Regions from separate parts of the Oryctolagus cuniculus genome. Here region 1 is linked to region 2. A link is a contact called in public Micro-C data. All regions are on one chromosome and are shown on one strand. The core of a region is the stretch at or near the end of the contact, and the rest is flanking DNA. Distances in the headings are between cores, read along the strand shown.

Region 1 (4,716 bases), core at 1,460-3,959, 870 kb after region 2:
CTAGGCACACGAATGTTTCAGTCTCAGAATCTCGCTCTTGTAGAATTCCAGGGCTTCAGAGAAAAAAGTAAACTAAAACGAGGTAGCCAGACGTGCGTGTGTGTGTATATATATATAATTTATATATATAATGGATAGAATGTATTGAGCAGAAAGAAAGGACCATGATTTCAAATTTCTTCCAAAAATTTTTAAAGAAAGGAACGTGAGCATGCAGGGAGCGTGAGTAGCAGAGCGCTGTGAAAGAGAAGCGATGAGAAGAGACTGGGGTTTGGGTACCGAGTGGGCGAAGGGTGAAAAGGCTGTTGTAGTTGGGTTTGCTCTTTATACATTTCAAAATAAAAACCAGATCACAGTTTTCCAACGAAAGCTTCAGTGAAGGCAAACATTGTCCCCAACTCCCCAGGGTCGAAAGGACTGGCCCTTCTCCCTACCCAGCCCCAGGCGCGGCGGGATACAGTAGTCAGTCCTGCGGCCCTGCGGCGGCAGGGTGGGTAAGCAGCCGAGTCCACCGCTCCCCCGCAGGGATGAGGAAGAGGGGAGGAGGGCCCAGGCGGTAGTCCTGGAAGCGAAAGGAACGGAACGGGCTGCAGGTGGGGAGGGCCCCACCTCATCCACTGCAAAGACCTGTGTATGCACGTGCCTGGGGTGGGGGGAGGCCAGGGGAGCCGGTGCTGCCGCCCTCACCTGACCTTCTCACTGTCCGTCATCTGCCAGAGTCCCAGGTTGAGTACCTTGAGGCAGGGAAGCTGCGTGATTCGCTCCAGGCCGCGCTTGGTGATTCGGGTGCAGCCGTACAGGTCTATGCCAGTGAGCTGGCTCAGGTGCTCAGCTATCAGCTCCAAGCCCTTGTCCGTGATGCGCACACACTGTCCAATGTTGAGCGTGCGCAGCCCGTGCATCTGCCGCACCATGCGGTTGATGCCATCGTCACTGATGTGGCAGGAGCAGAGGGAGAGGGACTTGAGGCCGTCCAGCCCCTGGGCTATGTAAGCCAGACTCTGGTCCCCTACCTTGTCACAGAACGACACATCCAGCCCTGAGAGGCGCAGGCTGCCCATGGCCAGATGCATGATGCCCGTGTCACTGATGTTGTCACAGGAGCGCAGGTTGAGGCTGCGCAGGCTGCCCATGTGCGACAGGTGCAGAAGGCCGGCGTCAGAGATGCCCCCGCAGAAGCTGAGGTTGAGGAGTCTCAGGCCCGTCAGTCCGCGAGAGATGTGCTTTAGAGAAAGATCCGTGAGCTTCTGGCAGTCCTGCAGCGTGAGCTGCTCCAGGCCCAGGCAGCCCTCGGCCGCGCTGCGCGTCATGCCGGCCAAGTGCCCGATGCCCACGTCCGAGAGGTGGCGGCAGCTGCGCAGGTTGAGGGTCTTGAGGCGCTGCAGCCCCCAGGCGATGAGCAGAAGGCCGGTGTTGGTGATGTTGCTGCAGCCCCCCAGCTCCAGCACCTCCAGGCCCTTGAGGTACTGGGCTATGCGGCCCAGGCTGCTGTCGGTGATCTGCTTGCAGAGACTCAGATTGAGGGCGCGCAGGGAGCCGATCTCCTGCACGAACGCGTGGCCCAGCCCGTTGTCAGTGAGGTTGTAGCAGCCGCTCAGGTTAAGGCTCTCGATGTTGGCCATGCCCTGGATCACGTAGCTGAGGCTGCGGCGGAGGCTCAGGATCTGCACGCGGCGGATGCCCCGGGCCTGCAGGCTGGGGAACAGCGACGGGTTGGCCCGGCGCAGGTGCAGCTTGGCCTCCACCCCCCGCCACACTGACTTGTGGTAGGCGGCGTCCCGCCAGGCCGTGCACACCTGCGCCGCGCGCCCCTTGTCCCGGACGTCCAGGTAGCCGAAGATCATGGCCAGCAGCTCGGGAAACAAGCACGAGATGTGGGTCTCCATCTTCCTCCTCCCCCCTCCGCGGCGCTGGGGGGAGGAGGCGCGGGCCCCGCCGCCGCTACTGCTGCTGCTCCTGCCCCGGGGAGCCGACGCGAGAGGTTCGCCCCGGCCGCCGCCGCCGCCGCCTCGGGCCCAACGGACGGCCCCTCCCCGCCTTCCGGCTCCGGCCGCCGCCGCCGCTCCTCCTCCTGGTCCGTCCGTCCTTCCTTCCTTCCTGCCGGCCTCGCCTCCCTGCCCTCCCCCCGCCCCGGGCTCTGCTCGGCGCTCACATCCCGGGCGGGGAAAGCGCCGCGCACTCACTCCCGAGCCCCGCCGCCGCCGCCACCACCACCGCCGCGAGTCTAACCACGCCGCGCTCGGGCCGCGCCGCTCGGCCGCCGCTCCCACGCCCCCTGCCGCATCCTCCGCCGCCGCCGCCGCGCCGCGCCGCTGCTGTGCGGGGCCGGCGGGCCGGCGAGGGGCCCCCGGGGCCGGGCGCACGGGCTCCGGGCGCCGAGGAGGCTTCCTGCTGCCTTTGTCTCTCGCCCGCTTTTCAAACCTCCCAGCTCCGGGCCGCCCGCACTCAGCCGCCCAGGCGGGGGGACCAGGAGGCCAATCCGGGCCACCGGGCGCACGTCCCTTCCCCCTCGCCCCCGCCCCCCGCCGTCCGCAGGCAGTTGGCAGCCGCCGGCTCCGGCACCGAGGACGCCGCGGCCGCCGCGGCCGGAGCGCGGCCCGGCGCAGACCCGGGGGCAAGCCGGCGGGCGGCGCGGTTGGTAGCGTCCGGGACAGGCCGCTCGCCAGACTGCGCCTTCGCGCGTCTCCTCCTCGCTGCGGCTCCCCCGCGCGCGCCGCGCAGTGGTACGAGCCTGCGCTGCCGGAACTGTCGGCGCCGTTGCCCTGGAAACCGAGTTCTCCCGGTCCCGCCGCCCCTGACTTTTAACCCTGTAGGCGCCGCTGGAAAGCCGCTGTCAGCAGAGCGCGTCCCCGCCCTCCTCCTCGTGGCCCGCAGCCCGAGGCTGAGGCGTCGCTTCGCCGGCCACGCCCCAGCCCTCTTCCTCTTTTTCTTCCTGCTGGCGGTCCAACGCCCCCTTCACTTATCTCTAGGATTCCTGACCCTTACTTCAGCCCTTCTCCTGTATCATCCTTGCGAGACTCGCCCCCATAGAATACTGGGTAATCATCACCCAAGTCTCCTTCCTTCTTTTTGCTGCCCCTGATGACCCTTAACACTGTTATCACTCCCCCAGCTCCCCACAGTGGGGCTTCGTTTTGCTCCAGTCTCGACCCTTAAATTGGGGGAGAAACTCTGTTTTACTCATCTTAGTTTAGCACTGGCCCCACTTCAGTTCCCATTCTAGAATTTTCTAGAATTATTCATGGCAACTTCCCCCTAGCATCTTATGGTTGTTTCCAGACAGTGCCAGGCAGGCTTCCGTCGGGCCTTTTGACATCAGAACTTGGACCACTTCCGTGCCTCGCTGCGGAACAGCTGGGCCCTCAGCCTGCTCTGATGGTAGAAGGCAGCAGCCCTCTCTAAGCCTTTCTTGGGCTTTTTCTTCTCATCGACTGCTGGATCACACATCCTGTGGCCCACGTGTATTCATGTCAGTACACTGGAGTGTAGAGGTGCAAATTTGCTCTCTTCAGCAGCAGCAGAATGACTCCTGGAATGGTTTAGATAGTTGTCTGTCAGTTTATAAACTCGGGGGGGGGGGGGAGACCAGGGCAATGCTCCGAGTGCGGCCCCTGCATCCCACGTGCACACTCAGAGAAGTTCAGAGTTTCATTTTCACTATCCCTAAGCCAAAAGGTTTTGAGTCAGAAAAGTAATGGCTGCATTTTGATTCATGAAGCCACACAACCAGATAAAAGACAACCAGATTTATCCATCAGGAAAGTAAAATGGGTTTGTGGATTCAGTTTTTAATAATTTTGATTTTATTTATTTGAAAGAGAAAGATCTACCATCTGCTGGCTCACACCCCCAAATGCCCACAACAGCCAGGGCAGTGCCAGGCAGGAGCCAGGAACCTAATCTTGGTCTCCCAGGTTGGTGGCAGGGGTGCATATTAGCAGGAAGCTGCAATCAAAAGTGGAGCTTGGTTTCAAACCCAGGGACTCTAATACGGGCTGCAGGTTTCCCAAGCAGCACTTAACCTCTATGACAAGCACCTGCCTGTCATTATTTGTGGACCTGAACAAGATTTTGAAATGATTGCTGGGGCTGGTGCTGTTGGCGTAGCAGGTAAAGCTGCCGCTTGCAGTGCCAGCATCCCATATGGGTGCCAGTTCGAGTCCCGGCTGTGCCACTTCTGATCCAGCTCTCTGCTGTGGCCTGGGAAAGCAGTAGAGGATGGTCCAAGTCCATAGGCCCCTGTACCTGAATGGGAGACCCAGAAGAAGCTCCTGGCTTCAGATCAGTGCAGCTCTGGCCATTACGGCCAATTGGAGTGTGAACCAGCAGGTGGAAGACCTCTCTCTCACTCTCTCTCTCTCTCTCTCTTTCTCCCTCTCCTCTCTCTGCCTTTCCTTCTGTCTGTGTGTAACTCTGACTTTAAAATAAATAAGTAAATCTTAAAAAAAAAAAAAAGAAAGAAATGGTTGCTTAGTATATAAGATTGATAGCTTTTGGCCACTTCTCTTTGTCCAAGTGGCCAATACAGACCAAGTACATACAAAATCATGTCTAAGCAAAATATACCTTCCTAAATCAGGAAATGCAGAAGCCAAGATTATTCCTTTTTTTCTTTTTTTTAGATTTATTTATTTGAAAGAGAGAGAGAGCAAGATCTTCCATCCACTGGTTCACTCCCCAAATGACCGCAGTGGCTGGAGTTGAGCCCATCCAAAG
Region 2 (4,557 bases), core at 1,345-3,844:
GGATCAGTCAGTCACTGTCTAAATCAAAGCTGTGTCTGATAATGGCAGGGACCATGGAAATACAAAATGTGAATGGATGGGAAGTAGAGAGAAGCATGAGCCAACATGAGAAAATGAACAGCACTAGAGTGAACAAAGAACACGATGAGAGAGAGACTAAAATACTTGTATTTTTCTGATGGACCGAAATGTCAGGAAGTGAGACCTGCAAGCTTAGTGCATGCACTGAATCCTGGTTGCCTGTTAACTTTCCTCACAGCCACTTGATATTTTATGTGGATTTATAGAGGGGTTGATCGTTTACCTGACAATTAAAATGACAGAGAGGAAGAGTAGCTATTAGAGATTACAGACTGGGTAAGGGAAGATATCATGTTACTGGGAGGTTGGTTAGCAATAAAAAGAGAACTGGGTAAATTGTTTGTAGTAAAATACTCACTAAACAGTAAAACCTTTAAGTCTAACCGTCGTATACAATATGATTATACTCATCTTAAAATTGTATGTTTTCATACTGAAGCTAACATTACACAAGTAGGAAAAGCTGTCACATGGACAAGTGCGGTTTTAAGTCAACACTTAATTTAATTATTTACAATGAATTTAGTTGTTCGTGGTTGAAAAGGCATGTCCATAGGGTGTGGTGATTGTCAAGGCACCTGTGTTCAAGCCTAAGTTGGAGTGCAACAGTGAAATCCTTTAATAACTTATCCAAACAGAAATATCCACAAATTTTTATGCAGCCAAAAAGTGAATATGGCGATTGACTGCACTCTTTTTAATTCACTAGTTTATTACTAGTTGCCTTTAGTTTAAAAGCAGACAATTTTCTGGTAGGAAAGCAAGTTCTAAGCACCCTCAAGAAGTCCAATAAAAATGTACTTGACAGTCCCTTTGTCCCTTGTTCACACTAAGCTCAGAACGGGAGATAAACCATTAATTACATTCACCATAGTGAAATGCAACCATTACCTCAGCTGAGGAATGAAAGGCACGAGTTCTCAAACAACGGAACACTGTTGTTGCAGCCCTCTAGTTGCCTCTACTGAATTTGTTTTCTAAAATGTTCATAACCCGCCAGCTTCAAGAAACCTAACAAGGACTGGCTTGAAACAAACGTCTTCGTAAAGCAGAAAGTGCAGTTTCTTTGGAGAAGCAAAATAAGAAAAACAGCGTTAGCTATCTTGCTGCCAGACCAAGGCACACGACAGGCAGGGACAAGACTTCCCCCAGCGCAGCGCTCACCAACGCGCGGCGCCGAAGCGCCTTCCGCCAGGGCGCCTCCGAGCCGCGCTCTCGGGGGGCTCCCCGGCGGCGGCGCGCGCTTCTGGGCCCGTCCCGCAGCGGGCGCCGGGGAGGCCAGCCGCGCCGGGACGCTCGGTTGCGGTTGCGCACGTTTGAGCGCTTCCCGCTCTTACCCGTCGGGCGAAGACTTTCAACTGCCATCTGGCTCCCGAGGCGGGCTTCCTGCTCTGTCTGGTGCCCCCTGGTGCTCACCACCTGTACCATCCTGGGCAGTCGCAGAGAGCAGAGGGGTCCAGGGAGCACAAGGATGCTTTCAAGAAAAGCGTTCCATTACTGGCAACTTCTGTGTGGCCCCGGGCTTCCTGGGTGCAGAGCCTTTGTGTGAATCACACGCGCGCATACACGCGGGTCTAGAGGAAGAGGATGGCGATGTTTTAACAGAGCCAGACTGAAAACACGTTTCAGTCAACTACAAAGGCAGAAGTCAACTCAGACCTCAAGTTTGTGGTCAAACACGCAACGATGTGCGGATTTTATCTTTGCCCGAATCATCCTCCTTCCCACTCCAGCCCCACGCCCCTTTCACTGGTTTTCTGGCAACGTGAAGAGAGTTCATGATGATCCTGGATTTCAGTACAGTAGTTCATTTTTGCGAACGGGCTTGGGACTGGTAGCGCCGAGAAATGTGGCCTTAATTGTCATGGAGGGAAAGAGGATGCAAGATAAATCTCCCTGTCTCCTTCTCCAGTCACGTAATCGATATTAACCTCCTGTACCATCTTTACAAAGTTTCTTTAATCCTACGTTAGGAGTCGTTGGCTCCTCCAACACTCTGGACTCGAGCTCGGGTTATCTTGCTTTGCACTTCCCCTCCACCCCAACGCCCCCACAGTCACTCAACACTGCAGCGGCTCTCTCCATTAAAGATCATTTTTCATTGCATGGCAACCCTAAGAGCCCTCTTGCCTTAGCAGAGCATGATGGGAGTCTCTCCTCTCATTCTCCCTCCCTCTTTCTTTTTCTTTCTTTTTTTTCTTCCTTGCCCTTTTCCACAATAAATCTCTAAATAATAATTTTCCTAGCTAGCGCTGACTTCGGGATGGGGTTTGAGCGACCCACGATGACGCTCCCATCGGCCTTCCAGAAGGGGCGGTTTCCGAAGAAAACTACAACTCCCAAGAGGCATTGGGCTAAAGCGGCCGCAGGGCATCACGGAAGTCGTAGGCTCCACTTCACTCCGCCCCGTTAAGCCCTACAATTCGCAAACTACAAGTCCTAGGACGCCTCGGTCCTGGCGCGCCTGCGCGAGAGCCCCCCGCGCGCGGTGGGGGTGGGGCTGCCCCGGGCGGCGGGGGGCGGGGTCGGAGCGGGCTGTGTGGAGGCTTCAGACTCCCGGCGCCATTTAGCGCGGAGAGTTTCCCCGGCGGACGCGGCTCTTCTCCGTCGGCCACCCCGCACCCCCGTCTTCGGTGACAGAAGGCGCCTGGTGGGGTGACTGCTCTCTTCTCTCCCCATCCCCCTTCACCCAGTCCTCTCGGTCTCCTCTCCTCTCGGCCCAGAGAAGCAGCGGAGCCCGGGCCCGCGGTGAGCGGCCCTCCCCTCCCCACCGTTCCCTCCCTCCTCAGCCCCCGGCCCCGGCCCGGGAAGGAGACGGGGGTTTGCCAGGCCCGGGGCGGGCAGGGAGGCCTTGGGGAAGGGGGGGCCCGCTCCTCAGGCTCCGAGGCTTCGCGGCTTTGGCCCTTCCCATTCGGGCGATGGGCGCCCTGTGAGACCGGTCCCCTGACTGGGGGCGCGTGTGAAAGGAGGCGACCGCCGGAGTGACCGGGAGCCCCGGGGCGGCGGCCCTCCCTCGCCGTCCTCGGCCCCTCCCACTCCTGCCCTGAGGCTGCCACCGCCTGGGCGTCGGAGCTCGTCCCTTCCGCGCCGTGCCGCCGCCCTCAGGGCCTAGCCCGCCCTGCTCGGCGAGCGGCGACGGTGGGAGCTGAGCCGCCGCCGCCGCATCCGCCGCATCCGCTTCGACTCGCTGCCGGCCCGGTGCCCTGCCCCTCATGACTGCGGCGCCTCTGCTGCCACAGCCTTCCCGGCCGCCGCTCGCCGCAGGATGGATGCGGACCGTGCAGCGCTAACCCCCGTGGCTCCGCTGCCGAATCGCCCACCGACGAGCCCGCCTCGTGAGCCGCAGCAGCAGCCGCCGAAACCGGGCCCCGTGTCCCGCCTCGCCTTCGTGGCGTCCGGTCGTTGCTGACTGAGAGTCGTCCGGGCCGCTGCGAACCCGCCCCGAGAGAGCGGTGCCCTGCGGACCTTCGCGGCTCCCGCGGGGCGGCCCTTCACCCTCTTTTCATTCACAAATCCGAGCTCGCGCCCGCGGACCCACCATGTCTGGCGGCGCCGCAGAGAAGCAGAGCAGCACCCCGAGCTCCCTGTTCCTCTCGCCGCCGGCGCCTGCCCCCAAGAATGGCTCCAGCTCCGATTCCTCCGTGGGGGAGAAGCTGGGCGCCGCGGCGACCGACGCTGCAGCTGGCAGGACCGAGGAGTACCGGCGCCGCCGCCACACTATGGACAAGGACAGTCGCGGCGCGGCCGCGACCACCACCACCACTGAACACCGCTTCTTCCGCCGGAGCGTCATCTGCGACTCCAACGCCACTGCGTTGGAGCTGCCCGGCCTCCCTCTGCCGCTCCCCCAGCCCAGCGTCCCCGCGGTTGTTCCGCAGAGCGCGCCACCCGAGCCGCCCCGGGAGGAGACCTTGACCGCCACCACCGCCTCCCAGGTGGCCCAGCAGCCTCCAGCCGCCGCTGCCCCTGGGGAACAAGCCGTCGCTGGCCCCGCCGCCTCGACTGCCCCCAGCAGTGCCAGCAAAGACCGGCCAGTTTCCCAGCCCAGCCTTGCGGGGAGCAAAGAGGAGCCACCGCCGGCGAGAAGTGGAAGTGGCAGTGGCGGCGGCAGCGCCAAAGAGGCCCCGGAGGAACGGAGCCAGCAACAGGATGACATCGAAGAGCTGGAGACCAAGGCCGTGGGCATGTCCAACGATGGCCGCTTTCTCAAGTTTGACATCGAAATCGGCAGAGGATCCTTTAAGACGGTCTACAAAGGGCTGGACACTGAAACCACCGTGGAGGTCGCCTGGTGTGAACTGCAGGTAAAGCCCCACCTCCTGCTTCAGCTTACGGTCGTGTGCAGCCCCAGTTTGCCTCGGTTAAGACAGTTTACCGAGTTCACCCCCTTTGGTGTCACTCTCCGAGTGGGAGGGGGAGGCCAACTTTGAAAGCAGTTTACGTTAGGAGAGTGCATTTACCTCAGCGTCGGCACTG

Evidence for each region. A called contact is a pair of places that touch in the nucleus more often than the background predicts.
Region 1: a Micro-C map of ear pinna shows a contact between it and region 2, with 9 times the contacts expected there. The contact joins the promoter of FBXL14 here to the promoter of WNK1 in region 2. A contact is called at or near these places in 2 of 6 Hi-C or Micro-C datasets (ear pinna and an unstated tissue).

Annotation. Positions count from the first base shown.
Region 1 is chr9:99,426,612-99,431,327 of mOryCun1.1, forward strand. FBXL14 (F-box and leucine rich repeat protein 14) reads right to left here and starts at 2,710. Exons shown (of 1, transcript XM_008259812.4): 1 at 1-2,710. The coding sequence starts at 1,886. The coding sequence ends at 684. The region is part of intron 1 of WNT5B (Wnt family member 5B); the gene reads left to right.
Region 2 is chr9:98,555,714-98,560,270 of mOryCun1.1, forward strand. It overlaps WNK1 (WNK lysine deficient protein kinase 1), which reads left to right and starts at 2,595. Exons shown (of 28, transcript XM_008259848.4): 1 at 2,595-4,385. The coding sequence starts at 3,621.